2 separate regions of the Hordeum vulgare genome follow, and region 2 is linked to region 1. A link is a contact called in public Hi-C data. All regions are on one chromosome and are shown on one strand. The core of a region is the stretch at or near the end of the contact, and the rest is flanking DNA. Distances in the headings are between cores, read along the strand shown. Region 1 holds the start of LOC123413205 (probable calcium-binding protein CML21). Region 2 holds the start of LOC123407578.

Region 1 (3,245 bases), core at 642-3,141:
AGCAGAGCGTTCCCCTGGTATGCTCTCATTTATTGCTTGAATCATCTCATCCTTACTCACATACCCATCCTTGTTCTTATCCAAGAAGACAAATGCATCAACCAAGGTCTCAAAAGTTGACTCAAGATCTCCTAATCCCATCTTTGTTTTCTGCGTTTTCAGTTAAGGAAACAGTAAAACTCCTGCATAATTAGTGTACGAGAACTAAAACAGGAACTGAATGCAGAAGTCCGTGAATATCATCTAAGAAATATTGATAATCCAATCATATTTATGATATGATATCCTTTTAACGGGAAACAGTGTATAAAGAATGAAGGATACTGCTTCTGATGCAGCAGGGTCATTGAGAAGATAAACAAGGCACAGAAAGACAATGAACTCATTGTACTTCATGCCCATATCTTCATTTATGTCGCAAGCTTCAAAGAGATCACTTATCTCCTCCTCTGTGAATGAGATTTCCAGCTTCTGAAAGCAATTCTTGAGCTCTTCTTTATCAATTTCACCATTGGAATCTTCATCTGAGAAAGGTAGGAAGCAAGTTCCGGATCTGTTAGTTACACAAAAAGCAAGAAATGCCTAAATTAATTATGCTCCTTTGCACAAGTCGGTTAATATTTGTCAAAGGGCAGCATTCTTCCGCATAGGCACTGCTGCACTGTAAAACATCACTTGAACTCAACAGTTTATTGGAAGGAACAATAAGTGAAACAAGAGTTCAGATATCAACAATTTATTGACCCGCTCCTCCTTCATTATAACTTGAAAACATAGCAAGCAAGATCTCCATCGCAATTTGTTAGCTATGAACTTAGAAGGACAAGAGAAAACTGACTAGCACACAAAGAGGGCTCACCGAATTGCTGAAAGATAGTCTTGCATTTTCTCAAGCCCTTGTCGATTTTCGCGAACTTCATGATAATACTGTTGAACGACTTGACCGAAGTTCCATGCGACGCTCTCTGCTTCATGGACTCCACCATCTTCGACTCTAGCTTCATACCGTGGGAGCTCTGCCTGCCGGCGTCGTGGCGTCCAAACACGCCCCCCATGCCAGCACTTCACTTCACTCAGTGCCCACAACTGGTAGTGGATACACACCAAATGACCAAACAGTAGCAGCACCTGAAAATGAGTCTCAACCTTTGGTGACCGCTTCAGAGCACTATAATATCCTGCAAGTAGTAGCAGAACCAAACTATGCTCGCCGCTAGTCACCGCACTCAGATTCACAACTCACTAAAATATCATTCTTTTTCACACGAGAAGAACATGACTCCCAGCAATTCATCGTCACAGCCATCAACCAATCAGCTAATCACAAGACAGCGCGTACGCAAAGACTGAACCCGAAATGAACAGTGAGGAAATCAGCAGTGGCGGCACGGGCAGGGCGCGCGATAGCAAACAACGAGGGCCTACTTCACAGCAATAATTAATAACGAGTAAGTATAAATAATCTCGGCACAGGCAAGTCCCCACCTAATCCTACCTACCCATCGGGCTTCGGGCTCAGTTGGGTTGTCGCGTACAGCCAAATCATCGTCTACCAAGAAGAAACCTGCAGAGGTCCAGGACTCCAGGTTGCTTGCGCGCGCGCAGGACGAACAGGCCAGCCGCAAGAAAACCACGCTGCATCGATCAGGGTGTAGAGACTACGAGTGGGTAGAGCATGGGCTTGCCTTGCCTGGGCTCGACTCGGAGGTCGGTGCTGCGGATCCGCACGGGGATCCAGAACCGGAGGCGCTGATCGGCGGCGGGGGGAGGCGCGATATTTTTCCTTCTTCGCCGCTGGGATCCTTCGGGTCTGGGGGAGGCGAGGGAAGCTTTTCCTTTTCGGTGCAGCAGATAGGAGAAGGAGGGTGGCGAGAGCGGCGTGAGGTGGCAACGGCCTGCGCCACAGGACCGGGCGAGGATGGTTTTGTGCGGCTGACATGTGGGGGCAAGACGAGGTGGGGTCCAGGATTCAGGGAGTGATAGGTGGGGCATAGGGTGGTGGGTGGGTGGCTCTGGAATGGCGATGACTTCGCCCGGATGACACGCCGGGTGGCGGGTGCCCCGTGAATGAAGAGCCGACCTCGGACCGTTTGTCTCGCTGTCGCCGTTTCCTTTTATTTATTTCCTTGATTATTGTTTTTCTGGGAAAAAAGTTCTCCATTAACTCATGGGGGCTTCTCAGCCATAGCCAGATTTACAACAAAGTCCATTCCGACAACCAGCTATACTGTTGTGCCTTGTGCGCAGAGTACTGCCACAATAGGGTTCCAGCTCATGTTTTTTTTAAATGATAGTTATCCCGTGTTCATTAAAAAAAGAGTTTTTTATTAATTAGAAAAAGCCGAGCGAAAATCAGATTGCTGAGTTGATCATGAAAAACCAGGCGAAAATCATTACAACTGTTAAGCAGCACACACAAGAAACCCACCCACCAATGAAGGCATCACTGAGACAGCATACATGCGTCATTGTCATCACTCCTCCCCTAGACGCGTCATCGTCATCCGTAAATCCTGAGCAAACGACTCCGACTTTGCCGTAGGCGATCATCGACTCAACGCGCACTGTAAAGGCCGCGTGAAGAAGTATGAAGAACCGCGCCAAAACTCAGCCATCTAAACCAGGCAGCGCAGCTCCGGCTTTGACGAAGAGCTACAAAGGACAAACCAGGCACGGTTGGCGTCACGAAAGCTCGTCGAACGGTTCACCTCGAGCGAGTCATCGTATACCAGAGGGCCCCGCCGCAGCAGCTTCGACTTCACATCAACAAACAAACAGAGACAGACGCACGAACACGCCGAAGAAGAGCCGATTATCGCAACAATTGCCATGTCGGCGACATCGCTCCCACCACCATCGTTGCCACAACCGATGTCATCCACCGGTCTCGCTTGTTGATGCCTAGCTCCCAAGATGAAGCCCTCAAGAGGGAATGCAACGCCAAGGCGCCGCCGTCGTCCGATCATAGATCAAGGGTTTCCCCCGGAGATGCCGAGATGGTCGGATCCACACGGGAGGGGTGCGACAGCAAAGCAACAATGCCTCCGGGAAGGTCAACGACGGCCATAGCCACCAGCATCGCTAGCCACGGCATAAAGTCAAGACACGGTCTTCACCCCAACTGCCACAGCCACACATCATCCCGCACTGGCGCCGACAAGCCCAACAATCACCCCACCATCGGAGTTGCCATGTGACGAAGAAGGGCTTTGAGATCCGCCTCCCTCGCTATCTCGGGCCCCCGA
Region 2 (3,399 bases), core at 707-3,206, 120 kb after region 1:
AAAGAAGTGATGAACTATCAAAATACAATTCCATGCATTAAAACCTAAGTCTTTAAGATATTTTATGGAGAAGAGTACCGTCAAATATCAGGATATTTCAATAATACAGAGAAACTCTTAAGGTTCATAAATGTATTATGTTGTATCTGAAGTCTGAACACTTACGAAAGACATTACAGCATTAAGAGAAATAGGACACTGAAATTTGCAACAACAAAAAAGTAGAAAGCAAGCACTGTAACCAAAATACCTTGTAACAGCACCCATCGAACGCCCCCAAAGACCTATGCAAGAGACTTCCTTATTCTTCCGCAAAAAGGACACCACAGACTTGAGATCCTGTTTCTGGTAGTTGTATGTTTTTTCAGAACAGTGCAATCACTAAATTATAAAAAAGTTGTTTGAAATTTATAATGAATGTTCACCTCGTGCCAACCAAGGCTGACATACTCTCCCCCTGATAGCCCCGATCCAGCGAAATCAAGTGCAAAAAGTGTGATGTTTGAAGGCAGAAGTATGACAGCAGCTTCGTTTGCATCTGCTCTGCACCCACTGCATTAGGTTTAAAAAAAAAATCAATTGGCCAGCATTATTGGTGATTATTTAAGGTATACACTAAATGTGAAAAGAAAATAGATGCCATCATTAATCCTGATACATCACTACGTGTTTATTGTTAAACAGTAGAACATAGACAACTATATTTCCAAATCCACTGAATCAGAATGTCAGTACCTATTCCCATGGCAGTAGATCACACATGGAAGGGCGGTGTTTTCTGGGATGACGGCGGGAACATAGTGGCTGCACTTTAAGGTCTGGTTTCTTTCATTGGAAAGCTGCCACAACATACAGGTACAAGAATAAGTCCAATATACAATAATGTTGATAATCGGCATAAAGTCTTTCCATTGGCAAATGGAACCCAGCAAAGAGCCTCAATAACTGCTCCCCTTACTTGCCTCCAAATCTATTCGTTTGTACTTTCTTCCTGCAAGAGTAAACTCTGGCTCCCATAAATACTGATCTGGGTTGTACTCTGCACTGTAAATATACATCCAGTTAACCAGCTGAGAGCAGTACATATATAGAGAGAGAAAAGGATATCATTTGATGAATACCAAAGTTCTGGGAGCTTTAACATCCACTTTCATGTGTCTTAAGAAAAGGCATAAATTAAATTTGAGAGAAGCGCGGTTGAGTTGAAACTACATGTGTTAACGAAATGCAAAAGTTTGTTGCAATTGCCATTTAGTATCTCAGATCAGTTTAACTTTGCCACTAGAGAACTTATGATTAGGAGGAGCTACTTGTCCACCTCGAACACTAGTACACGATTCTCTATAGCAAGGCTTCACGCCTTCACCAACAAACTTTGGCTCATACGCTTGCTTAACCTTTTGTATTTTGAGCACATAACTTACACGCTGTCGAGTGCTACACTTTGAGCATTGGTAACATTACTATGAGATGCCAAAATTCACTACAATTCCCCACAAGCTTGGATTACGCCTTGATAGACGAATCACAGTACACTCGTACTTGCAGAGCAAAGTATGACCATCGAAAGCACGTAGACATCATTATACTATGACAACAAAAGTCAAAAGTAGCACGTTCGACCTACTCGTAGCTGAAAGCAAACTAAAATTTGGCAAAGCAGTGAGAATAAGCCAGCAAGGCGGTTACCGTGGCGGGCGGATGACGAAGTTAACGAACTGCTCGATCATGGCGCCGCGAGAGCTCCCCAACCACAGACGCAGCGGCGGCGGCGGAGGCTTCCGGGGCTCATGTACCGCGGCCGCCCACCAGCTTCCCCCACACACCAACCTACCTCCACCAACCCGCGGAAATCAACTCGAGCCGAGTCCAACCGGGAGCCGACCCCCTAAAATTCCCTGCGCACAACCACGGATCTGCGCCGACCGCAGCGGCAGCTCGCGGCACCGCCGAGCCTGTCCCGCCGGATCCGGCGCGGTCCCCGGCGAGCCGCAGCTCGAAATGCCCGCCGCGAGCCGCGAGGCCCGGCCAGCGGCGTGGGGAGGCGGGGTTTTCCGGGGCGCCGGCGACGGGGACGGGGAGCGAGTGGGGCCGGCTGGCTGCGGCGGGGGATCGGACGGACGGAGTTGGGAGGGATGGGCCGCGTGGGAAATGTGAACGTTAAAGAGGACGATGTGACGAGGAAAAAAAATATAAAACTGGGTTTAAAATGGGGCTTTGCTTTGCTGCTGTTTATTCGCGCTTTTGTACTTTAGCCCCTGAGGTTTTCCGGGACGCATGTGCGGCGCCGTCTCGCGGCACATGCGCCGTGCATGGGGCGTACATGGGGCGTGGCCCGAAAGGCGGTGGCAGTTGTGCGCTGATTGGTCTGCTTTTGCACGGGCCATGTACCGGCACTGCTTCTCGGCTTCTCTTTTCTGGTTAGGATTAGGATGTGGATGCGAGTTGTAAAGAGATGAATATAGTACCCCTAAAAAGAAGACCGCAATATAACTTTCGCTGTCGGAGATGGCATTTGCGGACGACCTGGCATTTTTAGTGTCATTGGGGTGTCATTTTTAGTGTAGTGCATGACGGTTCGTTTATTTTGAGGCAAATTTATTCAGAAACTGCCATTTGTGTGATCTGAATCATGTGGCTGTGAAGTAGAGAGTAGTTCACTAGAATAAGTCAGCCAGATAGCATTTTCCTAGAAAATGATGGATATTGCAACTGTGAAGCACCGAGGGAGCAATTTTGTGGAGACGCTCTAAATAGAATAATGGCTAGGCCTTCTCAAACAGCTTGTACAATATATATAGCGAGAGCTCATTGAACTATCTAGTCGGGTTATCACTGAGCATTTCTTTGGCGATAAATATCTCGTCGATGATCACTTCGTGGAAAGCAATGGCGTAGACAATCATTCACGGGGCATGTCAATGTCGACAACCAAAGTCATGCATCATGTGGCATTCTATAGCACACTCTATGGGAATTTATCGCTATAGTATAGCGAAGCAAGCGTGGGGTCGGCATGATGTTGCCCTCCACCCCTGGCAAAAAGAGCATCTAAACTCCAAAAATCTGAAACCAGACAATAAATAAATGTTGTTGCAGTGCTCCAACTCACCCTGGGCATAGTTCAAATATGAATATCGTAATTATTTTTTAGGAAACTTATACTATCCTCCGTGGTCTTTCCAGTTATAGAGTTGGAGTTGCCATTTTTCTTTGAAACACATTCTTATGTCGTTGAGTTTTGTAAGAACTTAACATGAGCTTAAACCTCGTGAAGATCAATGCGCTCTCTCTATATATCTATTGCTCTAAAATGTGTGTGTGTGTGTGTGTGTGTGTGTGAGAGAGAGAGAGAGAGAGAGAGAGAGAAATTTTGTGTTGGCGATCATACAAAAATTC

What was found. Hi-C and Micro-C count contacts between places; a contact is called where the count stands out from the background.
Region 2: a contact with region 1 is called in a Hi-C map of seedling, with 4 times the contacts expected there. The contact joins the promoter of LOC123407578 here to the promoter of LOC123413205 in region 1. A contact is called at or near these places in 3 of 6 Hi-C or Micro-C datasets (leaf and seedling) and 1 of 1 datasets of contacts at active chromatin or transcription factors (embryo).

What each region holds. Positions count from the first base shown.
Region 1 is chr7H:532,484,650-532,487,894 of MorexV3_pseudomolecules_assembly, forward strand. LOC123413205 (probable calcium-binding protein CML21) reads right to left here and starts at 1,892. Exons shown (of 5, transcript XM_045106151.1): 1 at 1,686-1,892; 2 at 860-1,128; 3 at 325-524; 4 at 1-150. The coding sequence starts at 1,055.
Region 2 is chr7H:532,609,133-532,612,531 of MorexV3_pseudomolecules_assembly, forward strand. LOC123407578 reads right to left here and starts at 1,957. Exons shown (of 14, transcript XM_045100745.1): 1 at 1,690-1,957; 2 at 963-1,044; 3 at 736-839; 4 at 426-552; 5 at 251-345. The coding sequence starts at 1,730.